Linked DNA regions of Mus musculus: region 1 is linked to region 2. A link is a contact called in public promoter capture Hi-C data. All regions are on one chromosome and are shown on one strand. Each heading gives the region's core, a stretch centred on a gene start, on an enhancer-like site or on the middle of the called end of the contact. The rest is flanking DNA. Distances are from core to core; before and after follow the strand shown. Region 1 has its middle 16 kb from the start of Gm46767. Region 2 has its middle 9.7 kb from the start of Gm32746.

Region 1 (7,236 bases), core at 524-3,023, 350 kb before region 2:
GATCACAGTTGCCTAGATTCATTTTCAAGGCCCTGGAGGATGGGTTTTCTGAAGAAATTTCCCTCTTGAGTCTGCCTATAGATGTCTAATAGGCAGACAGGAATAAGATGAAAAGCTTTTACATCTGTCTTCATGCTATTTCTGCTTCTGAACTGGCTAGTTTTTTTGTCAACTTGACATAGGATAGAGTCACCTGGGAAAAGGGAATCGCAATTAATTAAATGACCCCATATCATAAGATTGTCCTCTAAGTAAGCCCGTAGTGCATTTTATTGAGTAATGACTAATGATTGGTATGGGAGGGCCCAGACCATTCTGGGAGGGGCTACCCCTAAGCAGGTGGCACTGGCTAGTGTAAGACAGCAGGCTGAGCAAGTCAGGAAGAACAAGCCAGTAAACAGCAAGTCTCCATGGTTAATATTTCAGTTCCTGCCTCTTAGGTCCTGACCTGCCTTGAGTTCCTGCCCTCAAATGATAGATTATGGTCATGACATGTAGACCAAATAAATCCTTTCCTTTCTAAGTCAATTTTGGTCATGGTGTTTTATTACAGCAATAGAGACCCTAACTAATGCAGCCTTCTTTGCCATCTTAACCTTTTGTCTAAAGACACATAACACCCATTATGAGCAGAAACACCAGACTTTAAAAAGAGCAACAACAGGGACCAGTGAGATGACTTAGCCATTACAGGCACTTGCTGCCAAGCCTGATAACTTGAGTTTTCCTGAATCCCACACTGCAAAAGGTGTGGACCAATTTTCTACACATTGTCCTCTGACTTCCATAAATATATGACAGCAAAAAAGAAGCAAAGGAAGAGTGGTATTGTAGAGCTCTCGTGGACAGCTAGAGTTATAGGTTCTAAGTGATTTTATCAAAGAATTGAGAAAATATTAGCAAACGTGATAGTGAGAAAGTTTATCTAGAAGAGACACAAACAGGAGAAGGTGGACACACTGTAAAAGAAAATGATGCTGGGCAAGATGCCTCCAGGGCACCTTTTCTTTTGGAGCTTCTTTCATATGAGTTTAGACAGGGAAGATGCTGAGACCCTTGATTAACATTTGGGCTGTTATCACTCTGGGGAATTTACATGCATGCAAGTCATTCATCCCATAATTTTAAGTGTATATATGCCCCATTGTGCCTAACAGGTTGTTTCAAGGACCAGCTTGCCCTCTCTGCCCTTGTGCAAAATGCTGGCTTCAGTTGGATTTCTTACAAGCAAGTAGCTTTTCAAAAACTATTCTGGTGGATCCATGCCTTTGAAATTGCCTTGCTAGGAGGCGTGGGGGAGACAGGGGGTGCCGTGGTGGGGATGCTGAGCTGATCAGACAGCTGATTTGGTTGATCCAGTTGAGTCCTCCAGATCTCTGGGTATCTTTGTGTAATTGACCTGAAGCTTTTGGCAAATCCATTTTGAGTGGCTGAGTCCTTTGGGGAAGGGGAGGGGGGGTGAACTGTATGTGCTTTCTCACATAAAAGAAGATGAAGTCAAGAAAAATTGAGAATAGAATAGGTATAAATGGAGAAAAAAAATTACTAAGTAAGTTCCATGTTTTCTTCTAGCATAGAGACCAGAAGGAGTTACATAAGACATTTTGTCCTATTAGCTCCATGAGGACATTTTGGACATTGTGTTGGACTATTCCCATTACAACATAGAAACAATGTTCTTCTTTAAATGACATCCAGGCTCTCCCTTGCCTCATAATAAATGTTTAAGGCCCTGTTTTGAAGAACCATTTTGTAATAGAATTGCTTTGGCCAGTTCGATTGAAATGACATAATTTATCTCAGAGTTGGGCAAGGCCCTGTGCTGTTTCCCTAACAGCCTTAGCTGTCGCTATTGGTAGCTGTTGTTGGATTTTCAGTCAGCTTGCTCCCAGGCAAGACTACCAGCCCCAAGTAATCTACTCGAGGCTCTACCAAGTGGCACATCAAAGAAGATGCTTACTTGCAAAGGCAGACATTGTTTTATATAGGAAAAACAATGAAAAGCATTTTCCCTGACAGTGTTGAGGTCTGACATCACATATCCAAAAGATCTCCAGAAAGTAGGTACTATTAGGCAGGCCTTTCATCCACGAATCCAACATGGTCCTTGAGAATGTGCTAGTTTTACTTTCAGATAAGAAAATCTGAGGTCTGTGTAAAACCATGTGTTCTGATAAGATCTCATGTCTGGATCTGAGTAGATGACAGGTTTGTAATCCCAAGGCTTACCTTGCAGAGTTTATCTCTGAACATCTAAATCAGTCTCTCTAGATGGGATACATCTTTTAGTTTGTTAGCTGGGTTTGTTACTTAGTCTTTGTAAACACAAAATGTCTCTGTTAGGATTTTTGTGGATCCCATAGGAGCTAACAAACTGTAGCTAGGAAGGAGAAAGAAATTTTCCTCCGTGGGTTTTTGTAGGTTAGGGATCAGCGAGAGTGAACTAGACCATTCATAAGATTAGTTAGAGAAGGCAGCTATGAAAAGCAGCAGAGAATAGAGGTCATTTTGAATAGGATTGTTATGGATAGCTTTAAGGTTAGTCATCCCTTAATAAATAAGTAGCTTTGTACTTTTTAACAGAAAACTATCTGGGCAAAAATAAGCATGAGTTTCCCATTCATGGGCTAGTGCTCCGTTCTTTCTTTATGTATACACATATACATAAAGTCTTATTACAGAACCAATAGCTATCCATTCAGAACAGGATTGGAAAGACTGTTCCTACATGTTTGCTTATTAAAAATTTATATTTATTTTTTGTGTTTTGGTTTGTTTGTTTACTTATTCACTTGACATCCAGTTTACTAAGCCCCTCCCACAAACCTTCTCCAATCCCCCTTTTGTTCTCTGAGCAAGTGGGGTTCTCTTGGGTATCCCCCCTCCTTTGCACATTAAGTCTCTGCAAGGTTAGGCACATCCTCTCCCATTGAGGCCAGACAAGACAGCACAACTAGAAGAACATATCCCACAGACAGGCAAGTGCTTTTGGGATAGCCCCAGCTCCAGTTGTTCAGGACCCACATGAAGACCAAGCTGCATATCTGCTACATATTTTGGGGGAGGCCTAGGTCTAGCCAATGTATGTTCTTTGATTGATGGTTTGAGATCCCCAAGAGTTCACGTTAGTTGACTCTATTGGTGTTCCTGTGGAGTTCCTATCTCCTTAGAAGCCATAATCCCATCTCCTGCTCTTACATAAAAGTCCCCAAGGTCCATGAGTCAGCTGCTGTGTGGAGCCTCTCAGAGGATAGCCATGCTAGACTCCTGTAAGTCTAGCATGTTTGCTTTTAAGTAGGTGTTTCCTGAAGACCACTCCAGAACCGGTGGTGGTTGTGGATAACCTCAGTCTCAAGTGTCAACACATAGACAGCAAGGATGGGTGAGATTTAAAGGGGAAAAACTTTGATTGACTAGGCCAAAAGCTATGAGGTTTTTAGGGAATTGGAACATGAGAGTGAATAGAAATAATGTGTAAAGTAATAAAAAGAGTCAAAGGAAAGTTTTTCTTAAAGGATTTATACTGTTGAAAAGCAGGACAAAAGTTCAACTAATGTTAGCTCCTGCATGTATAAGAATGATTCCACCAAGGAAGTAGTTATGCTCTTTTCCAATATAAGAAGGATTATTTCCAGAAAAATCTATGACCTAGAATCAGAATAGTATCTGTCTTTAAGCATCTGATCAATCAGTACTTATCTGCTTGGCTGCATATTTTCAGAAGAGGAATTTTGGAGTTTCCACTGCTTCATAGTACATTTTTTTCTATCCTGGACTTTTCAGACATAGGAGCCCCTAGAGTGACAGGCTTCACCAAGAGATGCACACACATCTATCCATCCTTGTAACAGTTAAGGCTGTAGTGCAGTGTCCAGTGGTTGTACAGCAATTTCCACTGCATTGAAACACTCCATTCTGCAGAAGACTGATTCAGATTCAGAAACTAAACAACCCACTTATATCAAGAAGTCCCTGAAACTTCCCAAATTTGAACGATCTCTTTCTTCCCATGGTAATATAAGTACTAAGACTTGCTGAGGAAAAGAGGCTCACAACCATCCGTAATGAGATCTGATGCCCTCTTCTGGTGTGTCTGAAGACAGCTACAATGTACTTAGATATAATAAATAGATAGATAGATAGATAGATAGATAGATAGATAGATAGATATTTTTTTAAAGTAAAGAACAGAGGACTTCCAGCCTATATTTTGACCTGACTACATATTGTACAGAGAGCTTTGGGATCCCAGTTTCCATGTGTCTTCATTCTTGCTAGGATGGGTTTTGTTGATGTAGCTGCCTATGCATCAACCATGTTCTTCCAATTAACCTCTTATCCATGCTCCTGTAAGTAACTCCAATAAACTCATTGGTTCACCAAATTTGACTTGCTGCTATCATTAGTCTGGTTTCTTGTTAGTTCTGTATCTGGGATTTGGTCATGTCTCCCCAAGAACAATGTCAAACAGTGTAATATCCCTTCTATGTAGGTATTAAATTTTCACTAGGAAGCTTTCCTTCCAGTTTTTTTTTAAGTTTATTTAATTTTTTATTTTATGTGTATGAGTGTTCACCTGATTGTATGTATGCATACCATGAACATATCTGGTACTTGCAGAGTCCCGAAGTGGAAATATATTGCCTAAACCAGGGCTTAAGGCAATTGTGAGCCACCATGTGGGTCCTGAGAACTGAACTTGAGTCCTGTAGAAGAGCAACAAGTGTTCTTAACTGCTGAGTCACATGCCCCACCCCCACCCCCCACCCTCGCCCAGGTTATTATCAACACTTGTTCTCCTTATCTGACCTTTAAAGATGGTAAGTTAAGGTCTGGATCCAGGTGTACTTAAGTCCTGTACTCCTGGATAGCTTGTTGGATGTTACCAAAGTCAATAAAAGATCTTAGTGGATGAGTAGCTAATTGTCTTCGTTTGGGTTTTATTGCTGTGAAGAGACATCATGACCACTGCAACTCTTATAAAGGACAACATTAAATTGGGACTGGCTTACAGTTTCAGAGGTTTTGTCCATTATCATCATGGTGGGAAGCATGACAGCATCCAGGCAGACATGAGGTTGGAGAAGAAGCTGAGAGTTCTACATCTTGATCCACAGGCAGCCAAGAGGAGACTGCTTGTCATATTGTGTGTACCTTGAGCATAGAAAACTTCAAAGCCTGTTCCATCAGTGGCACACTTCCTCCAACAAAGCCACACCTACTTCAACAAGGTCACATCTCAACAGAGCCACCCCCAATGGGCCAATAATTCAAACACATGAATCTATGGGGTCCAAACCTATTCAAACAATCACATTCCATTCCCTAACCTCCATGGGCTTATATAATAACATAATGCTAATGCATTTAGTCCAACTTCAGAAGTTCCTTTTGTCTATCACAGTCTCTACAATGTTTAAATGTCCAAAGTTCAAAGTCTCTTCTGAGATTCATGCAATTTCTTAACAGTAATCTCCTATGGAATCATAATAAAAAGCATATCACATATTTCCAACATATAATGGCATGTGATATGCATTATCATTCCAGAGTGTAGGGATGGAAGCACAGTGAGGAAATACTGGACCAAAGCAAGACCAAAACCTAGCTGGGCAAACTCCAAACTCTGCAACTCTATGTCCGATATCAAAGTACTCTTCAGATATCCAATTCTTTTCCTCTTTGCTGACTGTAACACATTTCTTTCTCTTGGGCTGGTTCCACTCCTTGATCCTAAAACCAGAACATGTGGCCGAAGCTGCCAAATTCTGCTGTTTGCTGGGGTTGGAGTATGCCCCCCTGTTCAATTACATGTTCACCAGCTTTCTGTGTTCAATGTTTTCTTTCACTTCCTAAGCTTAGCTGTTCTGGAACTTGTTCTGTACACCAGGGTGGGCTTGAACTCAGAGATCTGCATGCTTCTGTCTCCTAAGTGCTGGAATTAAAGGCCTGTGCCATGACACCTGGACCTAAGCTTTTCTTTAATCCCTTTTCACTATAGATCTTTATAAGGATGACCACTGCCTCAAAATCTGGATCAAAAGCATGTGTCATGTCACCTCAAGATATGGATCAAAAGCTTGTGTCTTTTAGCTTCAAGATCTGAATTAGACATGTTGTCTTCCTGCCTCAAGATCAGGACCAGCTGTGCCCTCCATTTCTGGATTGTAGTTCATTCTAGCTATAGTTAAGTTGACAACTGAGAATAGGCATCACAATAACATACCTATTAAAGAAACAACCTCCCATATAACATTCATCTGGATGAAGGCAGATCCTGGGAAACTGGGCCAATCTAGAAAATAGGGACTGGCCCCTTTAAGAAGGGCTGCTTCTTGATCCCCTCGTTTTCCTGACATCCCCATAACAACCATCACAAACTGCTAACAGCTGGCTGTAGTCGAAACAATTTAATCCTATTCCCACTAGCTTACAAATGAATAAGACTCAGACTATGGTTATTTTATTTGGCTTTGACAATTACCTTGGCCGGTGTGTGTGTGTCAGGGGAGTGTAACCCCCAACCTACTTTTCTAACTGCTGGGCTGGCAATTTCCCCAGTGGTATACCTCAAATACTTGCTATTTGTCCTGGCCATGTACTCATGGTCGATCTCTTTTCATGGCAGCTTCCTCCTCTCTCTGTTCTTTCTTCTCTCTCCTCTTTGCTACCTGCAACCAGGTAACTCAAAACCTGCCTGTTTCTAATCCCTCCAGTAATTGGCTGTACCATTTTTAACCAATGGTTTTAAATTAAGGAACAAGGTTTTCACATCAAAAGCTGGTAATTTTACTCCTAGGCAGCTAATTCAGGTACAGAATTTAGCACTATATATAACACACAGCAATAGACCATACCTTAACAGCTGACAGAGAGGATAGATACTCCGGGCAGGAACAATCGGGGGAAGAGGAGAGGAAGGCTGAAAGCCAGATGCTCCTTGAATACTGTCTTAGTTAGGGTCTTACTGTTGTGAACAGACACCATGACCAAGGCAACTCTTATAAGAACAACAATTAATTGGGGCTGGCTTACAGGTTTAGTTCATTATCATCAAGGTGGGACAGGGCATGGCACTGTCCAGGCAGCCATGCTACAGGAGATGAGAGTTCTACCTTTTCATCTGATGGCCTCTAGGAGAAGACTGGCTTCTAGGAGCTAGGATGAGGGTCTTAAAGCCCATGCTCATAGTGACACATTTCCTCCAACAAGGCCACACCTCCAAATAGTGTCATT
Region 2 (6,754 bases), core at 96-2,595:
TATGGATCTGACAACTTTCGAGACTTTCTATAAGTGGGATCACATAAAATAATTTGTCTTGTTATGACTGGAGTTTATTTTCTTTAGTGAGATTTCATTAATGTCCTCAAAATTTATTGATATTTTAGTATGCACAGGGTTTGTTTTTAAGGTTGAACAGTATTCCATTGAATGTATACGTTATATTTTATCTGCACATTCAGCTGTCTATACACGCGTGAATTACTGCTACCAATTGGCTATTGTGAGTTATGAACATGGGTGAGAAAATTCTTTAAAACCTTGCTTTAGAATTATTTTTAGTGTGCAGAGTTGAGGCTGCTGGATCACATGATAATTATTTTGATATTTTGAGGGATCACACGGGCCACATCAGTCTACACTCCCACCAAAAGTACCTGTGTTCTATTCTTTCTAAGTACTTATTAACATCTTTTATTTTTATCATTTTAAATTGTGGTGTTTCTTATTATTATGGGGCAATATCTCATTATGGCTTAGATTTGCATTTCCATAATGATTAATAATATGGAACACCATTTCATGTATACATTGGCATACATGGCACGTTCTTTTGGGGGAAATGTTTATTAAAACCTTTGTCACATTAAGTAGGGTTGTTGTTAATTAAGGTTTTATGCATTTTGGAGATGAAATATTGTCAGATAGACAATTGAAAAATGTTCTTCCTCATTATGTGGGTTGCCTTCTCAGTCTTAATTATGTCTTTTGATGCACAGAAGCTTTTAATTTAAGGTAGTCTATATTATATTTTTTACATTTTTAGCCTATGCTTTTAGTATCCTCTCCAAGAAATCATTGCCAAAGCCATTCATTTGCTTTTAACAAAATCTGTCTTGTAAGACATAAAAGATAATTTGCAATGTAAATCAATTGGATAGCCTGAATTAATTTTTTCATTCAGAACACAAGATATTAAAAACAGATAAAAGCAGAACTGTCAAATTGGAAGTATATTGAAACTCACCCTGTAATTTTTGAAGGAAAAAAAATAAGTGCATCTTGTTTGCTTAGTTTGACTCTCCTAAGTATTGCACCTTGATGTGGTTATAGGGCCTTTGTGGAAACACAGTAGGAGTGCTTTGAAGCCAAAGCACAAGAGGTCTTTGTTTGGCCTATACTGCTTAGTTTAGTGAGTCTTAGCAGCTTGTTCACTGCTTTGAGCACTAAGAGGAAAATCCATAAGAAGAAATGCTATTTTCTTCTCAGAATCTGGGATTCCGGTGCAGCAATTTGTTTTTGGATTGCTTAACAGAACAGAAATGGGGCTAAGACCCAAGAGTGTTGGAACTCGGATTTCCACTGGATATTACAAAGAACTTACAGAGAACAGGCTGCCCTGTGAGAAACAGACTCTCATCCAAATGTCCCTGGAGAAACTAGGCAATTCCTTCTCAGGACTCCTGCAGAAAATATTTCTTTGCTGGATGAGAAGCATATTAGACAACTGACTGTGTTCCTTTAAGTCAAAAGGGTGGAGGTTTGCAGAGAACCCCTAGATGAATCACTGATACATTAAAAAGTCTCAGAAATGAATCCTCACCTAACTGAATTTAGTATTTGTTTTTGAAATCCATATAGAGACTAAAGGGTAGTTAGTTCTCTGGTTTCAGAAAGATCTGGAATGAAGTAGACCCAAAGATAGGCTCTGGGAGTCTGAGGAGGGATGTAAAACAGAAAGGCAGAGGGCTTGAAAGCCAGCCTCAACAGAGTCAACAGGACCAATTTTGATGTCATTTCTTATTACGTTGTTTCCATCAACTTTATCCTTTCCATCATGAGCAAATGCCAAAGGTCACACAAGGAGCCTTTACTGGGTTGCAGCCATAGTCATTAGCCCTGAATGACAACAGACAAAATGACAATTGACTCTTTTTAGGTGCCCAGAAATTCCTCCAATCCAATTTAACTCTTTCCTTGGTTCCTTTCAGTTTTACTACTCTCAGAGCTCACATGTGGCCTCCTGTTCTTGCCCTTTCTGCAGTCATCTTCCCACCTCCACAGCTCCTTTCTCCTTCTTTCCTAGAGTCCTTAACCTCAGATAAGCCTGGGATTTCCTCTTCTTTACTCTCAGAATCAAGCCCGTGAGCCATCCCTCATTTCCCTGGTCCTCTTAGATATGTCATGGTATGAATTCGTGGAGCTCCAATGAGGAGAACTGACTGCAACCTTCTTGAATGATACTTGCATGACAGTCAATTTTGAGAACTATTTCTGTGTTATAAAGCACATGTAAGCAGTCAGTACATAGGGCTACCACTTTAAGGCATGGTTTAGTAGTGTAACCTATTCCCTGCAGTTAGATCAGCCCCTTCTACTTCTGTGTATAAAGGTGGAAACTATGCAATGAGGATAATTTTAAAATTCATGGCCAGATTCTGTTCTCAGTCAACCAAATTATACCAGCTTTATTCTGTGGAGATGATATTGGACTAGACTAGAGTGTGGATAAGTGTTATAGCACACTAGATAGTGATATATCGGATAGTGATATATCACACTAGATAGAATTTATTGATTTCTGTGGTTTTCGACATTTACTGAGTGTAGAATGAAGTTGTTAGTTTTTCTTATACACCATGATTTTACCATTTTTTTAAAAAAATATGAACTGCTCACCTACATGTTATACAGAGTTTTTCAGTTTTTTGGATAGAATGTCTGGGAAAAGTTAGGATATGAGGAAGTCCAAAAGATCTGAATAGGTTGAAATATGAGAGCTAAGAATTGGTGTTAAGAAGTTATAATATGACTGACAAAGGGACTCAAATAATCAGAGTCTTTTACAACCAAAATTATATGTATGTACATAAAATACAACAACTTACCCACAAGAACTCAAACCCAAGGCACTTAGGGTAGATGTTTATCAGACAGAACAGGAGACAAAAATTAACCTGTTTGTTTTCATTGAATCAGAGCTGTCAGAGGGAGGAAGGAAAATAGAATTCTCAGTCAGCGTCATGTCAGCACTTGAAGTGTCATTCCACCACACTGGCATGTTTTCTCTACAGTGTCCACTGTTTCCAGTCACCAAAGCTAGAAACAGAACTTAATGTCCACTCACATGCCATAAAGGCCACTCTGAAAACATACCATCCACTTGAGTGCATTGGTTTTCTTTGCTGCTTGAAATCAAGGGGGAATATTCCATACCTGGTCAAAGCAACAGCTTCCTTAAGCTTTCCCCCTGTCAAACATTTTATCCAAATTGCTAGAGAAGGTGGAATTTTATTTTTTTCCCCTCTCTGCTTGGTCAGGACTTGATATAGATGATAACACTTGTTTCCTGGTAAATGAGGCTTACAGCTAAAATCAGCTACTGCAAGACACACAGAGGCTGACACGGCTGTTTTTGAGAAATAGAAGCCAGAACTTTTAAAACAGGAAACTGATTTTCCTCTCATCCCAAACATGCATGTTACTTACTTTCCTCATATCAAGGAGAAATTAGCTGAACATCTGACAACCTCACCTTAATAAAAAAATCTAGTTGTTGACAGCATTCTGGCAGTCCTCTCGTGTGGCTCTCCACTGCACTCTTCAGAAGGGGGACTCTTTCTTCGTGGGCCGGAAGGCTGAGAGGCGTCCACCAAGCATCTGAGAACTGACTCTCTTTCCATTGCCACCCAGTGTTTTCTCTGTAGCATTTCTAGACTCCAGTACCCAGCCTTTGTCCTTGTTGAGGTCATAGTTTTTACCCATTTCTCCTTTGAAAATGTAAAAAATAGCTAAGATAAAAGTACCTGTGGCTACTATCAAGTAGACGGCATATAGGGTACCAACAATAGCTGACGCAAGAATGAGATCCACAAAGAAAATGATCAGCTGGACCAACATGTCTTCATTTCCTCTTGTTCACAGGATGTGTTTGAAAAGTCCCAAAGCACTCACTAGGCAATTATGTCTTTGAAAAATATGAGCAGAAAAAGGCCATTTCAGAATATGCTAATGGAATTTGTGATTTCTCCAAGTATATACCAAGGGAAACTTAATATGATGAAACTTTTGATTTCCCAACTAGTACAAAATAGTGGCTAAAAGTCAAGTCCGGACCATTGCTTCATCACTGATCTTATAATGGGGAGAAACACAGGGTTCATCTTATTCCCTGATTCACTAGGATCATAGACTGCTGAGCAATGGCACTAGGCTACCATGCATTGTCAAGAGTTCTGTATAAAATTCTATATTTCTTATGAAACTGAAGAAGAACGAAGACCAAAGTGTGGACACTTTGCCCCTTCTTAGAATTGGAAACAATCACCCATGGAAGGAGTTACAGAGACAAAGTTTGGAACTGAGATGAAAGAATGGACCATCTAGAGACTGCCATATCCAGGGATCCATCCCATAATTAGCCTCCAAACGATGACACCATTGCATACACTAGCAAGCGTTTGCTGAAAGGACCCTGATATAGCTGTCTCTTGTAAGACTATGTCGGGGCCTAGCAAACACCAAAGTGGATGCTCACAGTCAGCTATTGGATGGATCACAGGGCCCCCAATGGAGGAGCTAGAGAAAGTACCCAAGGAGCTAAAGAGATCTGCAAACCTGTAGGTGCAACAACATTATGAACTAACCAGTACCCTGGAGCTCTTGACTCTAGCTGCACATGTATCAAAAGATGGCCTGGTAAGCCATTACTGGAAAGAGAGGCCCATTGGACAGGCAAACTTTATATGCCCCAGTACAGGGGAACGCTAGGGCCAAAAAGTGGGAATGGGTGGGTAGGGGAGTGGGGGGGGGATATGGGGGACTTTTGGGATAGCATTGGAAATGTAATTGAGGAAAATACATAATAAAAAATATATATTAAAAAAAAAGTACCGATTCAGTGTAAAAGGAAAATAAACCCATTTTTTTTATACATCCAAAGGTTCAGAAAGTTTTAGTTCTCTTGAATGTGCTGGTTTCCCTCAAATTCCTTAAGAATAAAATATTCTCACTTCCTTGCAATATAAGAAAAGTTGACCTTGAACAATCGATCCATACAATTAAAATTGTGGAATCACAGTTCACTGCAGATATAGGAGGCAATAAATTCAAATCAGAAAGCAAGTAAGAGGGGGCTACTCCAGACAGGAGGTAAGAAGGAAGCCATGCTCATGTGCTCGTTTGAATGATTTAAAGGCATAATACCATGAAAATACAATGGCTGGCCACCTTAACAAGGCAAACGGAACACCGAGGGAAATGTAGCATTGTGTAACAAGCATGATTCCCAAATGAAGCAAACTGAAGTGAAGCGCAATTCAGCAAAACTCATGGCACAGGGGAAATGAGAATTCATTTGTCCTTAATATGGAGAATCTTTCTTCAAGTATCAGAGAGTAAGAGTATGTGTGCCTGCTTCCAAATGCTTCAATTACCCAGCCTGGTTTTCCAGTAAACTTGTCTGATCTCTGACTATCTGAGATGCTGATCTAGATATATTCATTCATTCATTTATATGTGCACGTGTCCAGAGGAAGTCTGCACACCATGATGCACATATAGAGGTCAGACAACGACTCGTGGGAGATGGTTCTCTCCTGTCACGTGTGTCCTTGGGATGGAACTAAGGTCTTCAGCCTGGGTGGAAAGCATCCTTGCACACTGAGCCCTTTTATTCTGCTCTATTACTGGTTGTCTAAGTCTTGTTGTATAAGAGACTTAAAAACAAAACAAGGCATCTTAATCTATAATGGTGATAGAACAGAATATTTAGGCTATAAGCTAAACAATGTAAATGTAGTGATGCAGCCAACTTTGGAAACATAACTGGGGAGGTTGAGAGAGTTAAATAATATTAATTTCTATAATTTACACAGTTGTAATTCAAGGAATACTCTCTAGTAAGAAGTAAACACTAGGTAAAGACTTAAAAACAATGAAGATGGTTAATAACAGAAATGGAAGTATATAATTAGAATATTTATAAGACAGAATGGGCAATAGAAAGTGTTGCAATCTCCATTTCCATGGCAGGGAACCAACAGCCTTTTTTTTTAAATGGCCAGATATCAAGCTCTATTGGTAAGCCTTCCATCTAGGTCAGATGGTCAGGCATATAGCATTAGTCTCTATACCCAATGAGTCCAGAGATTTCACTAGGCAGTTTTGCGTTCTAAATGTAAAATGTAGTTTAGACAAAAAATACTATGAAGTTTTTATAATTGTAACTGATGATGCTAGAATGATAACAGCAGGTGTACGGTTTAAGTATGTAGTTTAAATCAACTTCACTTCCTCTTAAAGACACATCTTCTACAAATCTTATACATAGTCTACATTGTGTTTCTACTAGGTCATACAGGTCTAGAGTTTTCTATATCATTTGCAGAAGTATTAAAACCAAAATAATTTAGCTGTAAATTTTTAACATACAATACACGTTGCCAACACCATCTATTATTTCTACATTTTAATGAAATATAAATAAAATGTGCTATGTACAAATGAAGATCTATATGGTCTTAAGAGTGCACTGTGTAGAAATTCAGGAGACAAAAATGTAGAACAAAGCAAAGATAATTTACATAAAATGTAAATTGACAAGGTAAAGAGATGGCTAAATGGTTAAGAGTACTGGGTGGTCTTCCAGAGATCCTGAGTTCAATTCCCAGCAACCACACGCTGGCTCACAACTATCTATGAAGTGATCTGACACCCTCTTCTGGCATCCAGGTATACATGCAGATAGAGCACTCGTATACATAAAATAAATAGATATGTATTTTAAAATGTA

What was found. Capture Hi-C pulls out chosen DNA fragments and counts their contacts.
Region 1: a promoter capture Hi-C map of adipose tissue shows a contact between it and region 2. The contact joins two enhancer-like sites. A contact is called at or near these places in 10 of 39 promoter capture datasets (the 3T3-L1 cell line, 3T3-L1-derived adipocytes, the HPC-7 cell line and 5 more) and 1 of 9 other capture datasets (adipose tissue).

What each region holds. Positions count from the first base shown.
Region 1 is chr2:136,845,093-136,852,328 of GRCm38.p6, reverse strand. No RefSeq gene overlaps it. Among named protein-coding and RNA genes, the nearest start is that of Gm46767, 16 kb to the right of the region's middle. Within about 2 kb of position 1,773, at least 2 of the 459 cell types and tissues checked have an H3K27ac peak or open chromatin away from gene starts, as enhancers often do. A contact at or near this core is called in adipose tissue, where this site is marked.
Region 2 is chr2:136,499,127-136,505,880 of GRCm38.p6, reverse strand. No RefSeq gene overlaps it. Among named protein-coding and RNA genes, the nearest start is that of Gm32746, 9.7 kb to the left of the region's middle. Within about 2 kb of position 1,345, at least 11 of the 459 cell types and tissues checked have an H3K27ac peak or open chromatin away from gene starts, as enhancers often do. A contact at or near this core is called in adipose tissue, where this site is marked.